Regions from separate parts of the Ovis aries genome. Here region 2 is linked to region 1. Evidence: chromatin contacts called from public Hi-C data. All regions are on one chromosome and are shown on one strand. The core of a region is the stretch at or near the end of the contact, and the rest is flanking DNA. Distances in the headings are between cores, read along the strand shown. Region 1 overlaps LOC132658697 (a long non-coding RNA gene). Region 2 overlaps LOC121818051 (a long non-coding RNA gene).

Region 1 (5,009 bases), core at 810-3,309:
TAGACCAGTGGTCAGTGACGAGCCCCAGCCCTTGGGCTTTGCAGAAAAGAATTTCCACAAAGACGGAAGGTAGTGAAGCAAGCAAAGCATTTATTAAGTTGGTCAAGGAAACGGCAACCCACTCCAGTAGTCTTGCCTGGATAATCCCATGGAGGGAGGAGCCTGGTAGGCTACAGTCCATGGGGTCACAAAGAGTCGGACACGACTGAGTGAGAAACTACTAAGAGGAGAAAGGGTACAGTACCTGTGGATAGGCACATGACAGACTCAGAGAGAGTCCCCGAGTCATGCCCCCATGGTAGTTTAAGTCACTTACATGGGGTACGTCTTCCAGGTTTCCTTTGGCAAATCATTTTGATTTGCCTGGTTGATAATCTACCTTTAGCATCTCTCAGGACCCTCCATGTGTGTGTGTGTGTGTGCATGCCTCTCTTAGACAAGATGGATTCTACCACAAAGGCCTATGGGTAGCCTGGCATTAGTTAACATCACTCGCCTTTGACCTCTGTGGAACCTTTCTGTGCATGTGTGGTCAGGGAGGTCTCCTGACTTCGAGAATGTGAAATATGAGGTTTGGGCAGGGCCCAGCCTCCTCCCCCAATTGTCCTGCTATTCTCTTTTTGGAGTTTCAGTCACAAGGAATGAACCTCCAATCACTTTACCATGGGAGGTGTGTGGGGAGGGGGCAGGAATCTACCTCCTGCCTCAGAAGCAGCTGTAGAATAGAAAATTACAAGCAAATCCAGCATGGAGGCAAACCCAAGGTGTTAAGCAGCACATAGGCTAGTGGTGCAAGGAGGCGGAGAAACAGGAGCTGGTAGCTGATTAAGTCTCTGAGGGTTTGTAGGACCTTATCAGGAAGAGACAAGAGGGGAGGTGTCCAGGGAGTGCCAGGCTCTCCCACTATGTGGAGTGGAATGACTTGGTTAACTATCCTTAATTATGAGGAGTTCAGATAACGTGATTTAAAGTAGCAATAACCACGCCGACATGCTCTGATGTTGTTTGGAAAGAGCAGGCAGCCATGGTCCAGGGAGGGCTTACTCCATGGAGCTGGTGGTCATGGAGGTGGGCAATTTTGGGTAAGAAAAAATAAAATGGGTTTCCCGGGCACCTTTTGCTGTTCAAATAGGATTAATTGGTCTATTATTTCACATGCTATTTGTGAGAAATATTGCCTGTGTTTATTGCAAACAGGCAGGGGCTAGCCCAAATGGCAACAGCTTCAAATACATGCCGATTGATCGCAGAAAGAGAGTTGATTCCACGTGTACTCAGCACCGACTCATCAACTGCACACTCATCTGCGGATCACTGAGTGTTAGAAAAGAAAGAAAACTTGCAGAGCCTCCAGCCCAGCTCCCTGTCTTCAAGACTGAAGATCCTGAGTTTCAGTGAGAAGGTGAGAACTGTCTACGATGGGCAGGCAGAGGAAAGGAACACAACCATCCCACCATTCTGTTTCTATTTGTTTGCAGAAGAATCCAGATTGGTATGAAACATTTTTCCAGTGCTCTCTTCTCTCGTGAACTTTAAAAAAAAATTATTTCATGTTGGAGTACAGTTAATTTGCAATGGTGTACTTGTTTCAAGAAATACACCTGGAGGCTCAGTTGATAAAAAATCCACCTGCAATGCAGGAGGCCTGGGTTCGATCCCTGGGTTGGAAAGATCCCCTAGAGAAGGGAACTGGCCACCCACTCCGGTATCCTGGCCTGGAGATTTCCATGGACGCTCTAGTCCATGGGGCCACAAAGAGTCGAAAGTGACTTTCACCTTTTTTCAAGTGTACAGCAAAGTGATTCAATTAGACACGTGAAAGTCAAAGTCGCTCAGTTGTGTCTGACTCTTTCTGATGTGATTTCTAAGTGATGTTAGCATCACTTAGAAATATGCAAAAACCACACAGTGTAGTAAATCAACTATATTTCAATAAAAATTAAAAAGAAAAACAAAAAGAAACACACCAAACCAGTTTCAGGTCCCAGAAACAGTCTCCCCTCAGATAAAATCCTGGTTAGTCAGCAGCCTGTTTGGAATGTTGCCATCTGTCTCCTTTCCTGTGTCTTTTGGCCCAAACTATCCTGAATTTTTTAGTATGTCCTTCATTTAACAGTAGTAATGTTGCTGTTTTTCCTCCTGAAACCTGAATTTGTGTTCTATTTCAGTTGAAACTTACTGATCCAAGAGAATGATCAAAAAGAAGTGTTTTCCTTTGTAATAAAGGCAAACAATTTTATGCAAGTTTTTGGAGAGGGAGGGGTAGGCAGGCCTTCAAAACAGCCTTAGATTTTTTTTTTTTTTTTGCTTCATATTCAGATGATAATAAAGAGCTTAAGTTTTCCCCTCCAGAAAGCAAAGCTCTTTTTCATTGAATGCGAGGTGAATTATAGATTATGTCTCAAGGTATCCTTGCTAACAAGAGAAAGAAGAAAGTGCCATGAGCCAGAGGATCTCAAACTTTAGCTTGTAATGCCATCACCTGGGAACTTGTTAGAAAAGCAGATGTTCAGGTCGACCCTGAAATCTGCAAGTCAGAAATTCTGGGAGTCCTCCAACCTGTGTTTTATCAAAATTCAGATAATTCTGATATAAGCCTAAAGTTTGAGATATAGGTTGCTGGAGACTTAAAGAATGCAACCCATTTAAGAATTTACTACTGACTATGAGAACAGGTCGTATTTCTTCTAGTCTGAGAGCAGCTATTTTGATCAAGGCAGGACTGTTTCCGTATCACTGTGGCTGCAAGCTGAAGATAACATAGCGCGTTTAGAGCAGGCTGCCCTGCACAAGGTGAGGAGCAAGTTGCCCGTGTGATGTGATCTTATACGCTGCTCCCATCAGCCTCTGCTCCCCACATTTGCCTCTCCCCTGCTTGGAATTTCACTAATCATGCTTAATAACTAGACTGAAGGATTTAATCCTATTATACCTCACGTTCCTTAGGCAGGTTAATACTTTCATCCTTTATCAGTCTCTTATACAATGGACTGAGTTTTGGATTCCTTCTGGAGGAAAAGTGTTGAGAACCATGAAAGGCAGGGAGAAAATTAGACTATTTAAGGAAGGTACAATATAAATGTGTTTTGTTGCCTACCTCAAAATGCATACATGGCCTTCTTTTTTGTTTTTTGAACAGAACTCTATTTTTTGCTAGGAGCTTCCCTGGTGACTCAGAGGGTAAAGCATCTGCCTGCAATGAGGGAGACCAGAGTTCAATTCCTGGGTTGGGAAGATCCCCTGGAGAAGGAAATGGCAATCCACTCCAGTATCTTTGCCAGGAAATTCCTGTGGACGGAGAGGCCTGGTGGGCTACAGTCCACGGGGTCACAAGGAGCCAGACATGACTGAGAGATTTCACTTTCACTTTCATGTCTATTCTGCCTCCATCGTAGCTAAGAAGGCTATGTGATTAAGACATATTCAGTAGAAAGTAAAAGATATGCAGAAAAATTTTTTGGACGCCTTCTAAAATAAAAACAAAATTGTCTGTATTTCCCCTTATCTTCCCATCACCTGGAAGGCAGATACAAAGGCAGGCGCTCCAGCAGCCATGTTAAGTCATGAGGTAGAAGAAACTTTCTGAGATGTCAGGGCAGAGAGAGAACAACTTGAGTCATTAATGACTGATGGGAACCACCTTTCTATTCCCAGATATTTTAAAACATGAGAGAGAAACAAGCATCTTTCCTTGGCATTTTCTTTTTTTTATTATGTAAAATGCAACATTCTCCTGATAGAAGAGATGGCACCAAGATGGGGGTGGACAGCACAGAAAGGGAGATTAGAAATGTGGAAGCTAAACTTTCCCTGCTTTACAGCTTAACCAGTCCTGTGAAGCAGCAGGATAATACGTGCTTTCTTCCAGAGAGTTATCCCGCTTCCCAACACACTTAAGAGTCTTTAGTTTCAGTTTTTGTTCTGAAATCTATAGTATCTCCATTTCCCTCAAAGAGTGTTGTAAGGTTTCACAACAACAATGGCATGATTTTAGTTGCATATTTTAAAACTGGTCATTTTATAGTGTTTAGAATCTAGAATTGGAGACCGTCTTTTATAGTGAAGAAGACAGTAATCAAGCAATGTCAGAAAAATATTTCTCTAAGAAGATGACCATGTAATATCATAGAAATTTCTCAGTTTTCCGCATGTGGAAAACTGGCCTTCCTCTGGGGTTCTTAGAGCATACATTCCCTTCTAGGTGAAGCCTGAGAGGACAGAAATGAGCTGAACTCTTCTTGACCCTATGCCTTAGGTTTAGGAATGCGTGATTGAAATTTTATACACTGCTATGCGTAAAATAGATAACTAATGAGAATCTACTCTATAGCACAGGAGACTCTACTCGGTGCTCTGTGGTGACCTAAATGGGGAGGAAATCCCACAGAAAGGGCATATATATGTGTATACACACACACACACACACACACACACACACTCACTTTGCTGTACAGCAGACCCTAACACAACATTGTAAAGCAACTATACTCCAATAAAATTTTTTTTTAAAAAAGGAGTTTCCTTCTACACTGTTCAATTGTGTGTCTACCAGTCTCCGGAAATTACTGATAGCAAAAATCACAGCAGTAAATAGTTTCATCGTGTTTGATCTTTGTAGTTACTGGTCTCAATGATGTATGTGTATATATATGTATAGAAATATTAGCTCATGTAGTCATCATACCCTGTAAAGTGAGTATCGTTATCACTCTGAAAATGACCCACAGAAATGTCACGAGTGTATTGACTAGGAGAACTGGGATTTGCACGCAGACCAGTGACATAGAAAGGAAGATGCTGTGAGTAGATATCTGTGGGCTTCATGCTCCGTGTTGAGAGTGCTAACCCCTAATTTGTGTAACGCACGGCTACAGGGCATTTTTGCAAGGTAGAGTCTACATTTATTGTTTTCATTCGTTTCATATCAGGGTTTTTTTATTCTCTGTTTTGATTTCTGTATCGGAAATTAATGGGCTAGGGAGATGATAAATAAGGACGCTTTATGTTTG
Region 2 (5,160 bases), core at 497-2,996, 150 kb before region 1:
AGGAAGGACTATTGGACAACCTGTTCTACAGTTGTTTCCTTAGTGCAGATAACTGATATTTGAGTGTAGTTGAGTGTAGTTTGATTAAAAAAAAAAAAATAACACCCAAGCATAGCTAGGGGCAGAGAGATTCCATAGATGAGCTGTCAGCCCCTCTATTCAAAGGTCACCGTGTGGCATTCCAGTCCATGCACCTGTGAATCACCCGCCTGTCACTGTCTCTCCATTCTTCAGGCTCTGCCAGTGCCAAAGATTAGAATACAATGCTGCAAATAAAAGCAAGGTCATGCGTTTGATTCCGGTGCCCTCTGGGTGCTACATGGGTGAGGCCTTCTGTTGCATCCTCACAGCCTCCTGGCAATGACTCTAGGCCTCCTCCTGGCCCGGCAGGAGCTTCTCTGTACATGTTCTTATTCCAACAAGTCTGGAATCAATTCCATTTTCGGCTCCACCTTTTTTTTTTTTTTTCACTCATGCAGAGTGGAATGCAGGATTTTAGTTCCCTGACCAGGGATCGAACATGTGCCTCTCCCAGCTTTGGGAACACAGAATCTTAACCACTGGAGGAAGTTCCCCACATAACTTCTGAAAGTCTGCTGACAAGCCACATTCTGGATAAACACTTCCCTGCTCTCCAGAGCTAAGCAGGAAGTTTCTTCCTCTAAGCTCTTCCAGCTTCTGAGGGTCACTTTATGCAAGCTGTCCTCTTTCATGTTGAATCAGATCTTTCTTCTTCCAATGCATGGTAAGTTTCTTGAGGACACCTGCTGCTATTGTTTAGTTGTGATGTCATGTCTGACTCTGCCACCCCGTGGACTGCAGTGCCAGGTATCCCTGTCCTTCACCGTCTCCTGCAGTTTGCTCAGACTCATGTCTGTTGAGCCAGTGATGCTGTCAAACCATCTCATCCTCTGCTGCCCCCTTCTCCTCCTGCCCTCCGTCTTTCCCAGCATCCAGGTCTTTCCTAATGAATTGGCTGTGCACATCAGGTAGCCTAAATTTTGGAGTTTCAGCTTCAGCATCAGTCCTTCCAATGAATATTCAGGACTGATTTCTTTTAGGACTGACTGGTTTGATCTGCTTGCAGTCTGCAGCACCACAATTTGAAAGCGTCAGTTCTTCAGCACTCATCCTTCTTCACGGTCCAGCTCTCACTTCCGGATTTAACTACTGGGAAAACCATTGCTTTTGACTATATGGATCTTTGTCGAGGACAGGTGTAGTGTCTTCTTTTTTATATTCCATGCACTACTACTATGCTTCTTTGTGAAAATTAGAGGCTTCTAAAGGATTTATTGACTGGTTTAATGCATTAACTAAATTAACAAATGGATAGCTAATGATCCCCAAAGGAATAGAGTAGCTTGGGCTGATACCACTCCTGAAAAACCAATTAAATAACACATTCAAGCAGCAATTCATTTGTGCCTAAAAGAAACTACTTTTCTGTTTTCTCTTCTCATCTGAAATGACGGTGGTACTGTGCACTCACGGCTGAGAGAGAAAGAATTACCACGCGTGAATACAGCTAAGGAAGTCAGGCATAAGTATGAAGACTCGCTACCCATATGTATGGTTTGACTTATCCTTGGTACATGTAGCATTCAGATATGAGTGGCAAGAGGGGTATTTTATGTTTCAAACTCCAATGTCCTCGCTGGGGAGGAACAGAGGGCATTCTTAAAGGAGGTGGGGGCAGTTTGTAAGGCAGAAGAGTCTATGACACTGAAAGAACACAAGAGGGCGCCCTTTCCAACTCTGTTACAGGAGAAAAATATGCCCTTGGTTCTAGGGACCTTGAGTGAACTCCTGAAGTATTACTAACGCTTGTATTCATGTTTTGCCTTCTCAAAACTAAAAAAAAAAAAAAAAGGCACTATATAGTGAAATATATTTCGCTATTATTATTATTATGTGTGTTTGTGTGTGTGTGTGTTGGTGGGGGGGGGGGGGGGCTGTCCATGGACTGTAGGCCGCCAGGTCCCTCTGTCCATGGGGATTTCCCAGGCAAGGAGACTGGAGTGGGTTGCCATTTCTCCTCCACGGGATCTTTCGGACCCAGAGATCAAACCTGCATCTCCTGCATTGGCAGATGGATTCTTTACCACTGAGCCATTTGGGAAGCCCTCTATTATTCATATGTGTGTATATATATATACATGATGGAATATATTGAGCTATCAAGAAGTATATTGATATTGTATCTAATAAAAATGTTCTACCAAAGTTATAGTCTTTTATTTTATGCTAGAAGCAACAGCTGAATTTATTATTTAACAGTAAATACTTGTCTTTCCATCTATATATGTGTAAACTTTACATGATCTTCAGCATTTCCCATGTTTTGTTCTGTGCCCGGTAACTTAAGTGAAATTATCCTGACCTTGGCTTCAGGAAACCTGAATTTCACCCTACTTCTCCCATCACATGACTTTAAATAGACAATAAGCCACTCTTCCCTTCCATTTTTCAGTCTGTAGAATCAGAAGGTTGGATCAGATGGTTTCCAAGGTCCTTTCCAGGTTAAATAGTTTATTGGATCTATGAACTAGGATGTTTCTTATATTTAGTATTTGATACATATTTAGCATACAGATGTGAAAGGAATATCAACATAAATATCTAACTTGTAGGTTTCTTGTTAAAAGAGTGAAATCAGGAGAAATGGAATCAGTCTAAGGTGAATACGTATAAACTGTGTTGAAGATGCAATGTTTTTGAAACCAGAAGCGGTACTTACAGTTTCAGGTCAAAAGGTTTTTGTGGATTTTCTACACAAGAGTGTTACTCATGTGGTTGAAGTGACTCAGTTTTGGTGACTAGGTTAGTTCTATAAATACTTGATCTTTGTGATTAGTGTGTTGGTGTAACTGACCCAAGGAAAAGGTTTTATTTGCGGGCCCTGGAGGTTATGATGGCTAGTTTTGTTTTGGGACTTTTTTGTTTGTTTGTTTCTTAGGCAGTATTTATAAACATCTCTGTTTGGAGAAGTAAATACAGCTTCACTAGACTGAAGATGCTGTTTAAAAGACTTGCATAATAACTATTGCAATTAGGGGATAGACGTAAACTGCCTACCTCTGTCTCACTCTCAGCCCGCGGATGTAGTCATCATGCCAGCTCTTGTTATTCGTCTTCACCCCTTTTTGTGTGGGATGTTCTTTTTTTCTCCTACGTCTTTCCCCATCTTGAAAACAAAGCAGACTATGGAACCATAGCCTAAAAGGCATTTGGAACAGACAGACAGTCTAGAGCTGTGGTCCCCAAATTATCTGGCCCCAGAGAAAATAATTTTTCCATGGATGGCAGGGGTCACGGGGGAGGTTTCAGGGTGATTCCAGCACATTGAATTTATTGTGCCCTTTCTTTCTATTGCTATCACATCAGGTCCACCTTAGATCATCAGGCATGAGGTCCCAGAAGTTGGGGATACCAGCCTAAAGCTTAGCCATGAACTTCCTTCCTCCCTTCACTCACTCATTCTCTCCACAAGCAATGAGCATTTTCTGCATGTCAGGCGCTGGGCGGGCACTTGACATCAAGGTTGAAGTAGATGGTTCTACGGTTTCAAGAGTATTGGAGTCTAGATAGGAAAGTAAACAGGTAAACCGATCAGAACAACAACAAAAATAAGCATATGCCAAAGAGAGTGGTGGCACAAGGGAACACGATTCAGCTTGTCTAAACCATGGAAGCTTTGCAGAGGAGGAGCCGGTGATGTTAAAGCCTGACAGTTACTAGTCGTCCAGGCGGGTCGAGGGACAAAGGGTGTGGTGAGAAAAGGAAAGCTTTCACAACAGCCCAGGGATGACCACAGCCCAGTGTGTCCAGGGAATGACGAGCTGCTGGGATTGCTGGGGAGTGAAGTTCAAGGGAGCAGGTGGAGGGGGTAAAATCACAGAGTCAGGGACTGAAAGGTCAAAGCTTTGTGGGTCACGTTCAAGACACTCGCCAGCGTGTGCTGAGGATGAAGTGGGTTCTGTGGGGAAAGTAAGACGAACATTTTAGAGAGAGCGTTGCTCAAGTCTTAGAAGAAGCATCAGGGGTTACAGGCACAGGAAGGCTCCAGGCAAGCACTGATGAGGATTCTCTGAAGGCTCAGCAGGTAAAGAATCCACCTGCCAATGCAGGAGACACAGGAACTGCAGGTTGGGAAGATTCCCCTGGAGAAGGAAATGCTAGAGTACTCTTGCCTGGAGAATCCCACGGACAGAGGAGCCTGGAGGGCTGCAGTCCATGGGGTCGCAGAAGAGTCGGACATGGCTGAATACTCACGCATTCCCCAGTGTTCATGTGCGAGCTTCATCCCATCTGCCTTTTCTCACTTCGGTTGTACATGTGTTCACCACTCTTCACACGGGTGTATACTTATGCCTTGAGCTTGCAAGTGTTTTGTAGTTTTAAAAGTCCCTTGTCATCTTATCCTCTTCTCTGACATGGCAAAAGAGACTTCGTTTTACATGTAGGAAGACCAGGTAAAGAGTCTGCAGTGAAACTGAGATTAGAACTTGCACTCCCAGGCATTCATTTCCCCCTCTTTCTTTCCTTTTTTCCCCTTTCTTTGTCTCTTTCCTTGCTTCCTTCCTTCTTTCTTCTTTGATCACAGGAAGACTCTCTAAGTTGCTAAAGAAAGACATCATATGGATATGGGGGCAGTGCCCCAAATGTGGTCAATATGGCCATTAAAAACATGGACGGTAATCAACGGAGTGCATTTTACTGGGTGAAAAATTCAGTTGCCAAGCACGCATTGTACACGTTTATGTCTCTGTGTATGCATGTATACTGAAGCATCAATACATATATACCAAGTTGCATATAAGTTGTGTACTTTCTGGTAAAGAATTTGGCTGCATGTGGTCAAACTTTCTTCTAGGTTTGCCATATACATGAGTTGGGAAAAAAACTACACTAAGTTCAAAGGCATCTGGTCACTGGGAAATAGAGGTTTTGTCTAGCTACCTTTCAAATGAGAACCGTGGAATAAGAGCTCTAATGCCATCCACGTGTTTCTCTACTGCTGGTTTATAAGAATCCAACCAGCAGTCCTATTGCCCAGAAAGAGTAAATTTCTTTAAAGGCCACATTTCTCCATGAGGTGCCTTTCTAGCATTTGTTTTTTTTGTTTGTTTGTTTTTTGGTACAAAATCTGCTTTTGCT

Evidence for each region. Hi-C and Micro-C count contacts between places; a contact is called where the count stands out from the background.
Region 2: a contact with region 1 is called in a Hi-C map of liver, with 9 times the contacts expected there. The contact joins two enhancer-like sites. A contact is called at or near these places in 15 of 16 Hi-C or Micro-C datasets (blood, hypothalamus, liver and 7 more).

What each region holds. Positions count from the first base shown.
Region 1 is chr26:34,483,706-34,488,714 of ARS-UI_Ramb_v3.0, reverse strand. LOC132658697 (a long non-coding RNA gene) reads left to right here. Exons shown (of 3, transcript XR_009598628.1): 3 at 1-5,009. Among named protein-coding and RNA genes, the nearest start is that of IDO2, 79 kb to the right of the region's middle. Within about 2 kb of position 2,059, at least 3 of the 54 cell types and tissues checked have an H3K27ac peak or open chromatin away from gene starts, as enhancers often do. A contact at or near this core is called in liver, where this site is marked.
Region 2 is chr26:34,636,222-34,641,381 of ARS-UI_Ramb_v3.0, reverse strand. It overlaps LOC121818051 (a long non-coding RNA gene), which reads right to left. Exons shown (of 2, transcript XR_009598634.1): 1 at 3,079-5,160. Among named protein-coding and RNA genes, the nearest start is that of TCIM, 46 kb to the right of the region's middle. Within about 2 kb of position 1,746, at least 4 of the 54 cell types and tissues checked have an H3K27ac peak or open chromatin away from gene starts, as enhancers often do. A contact at or near this core is called in liver, where this site is marked.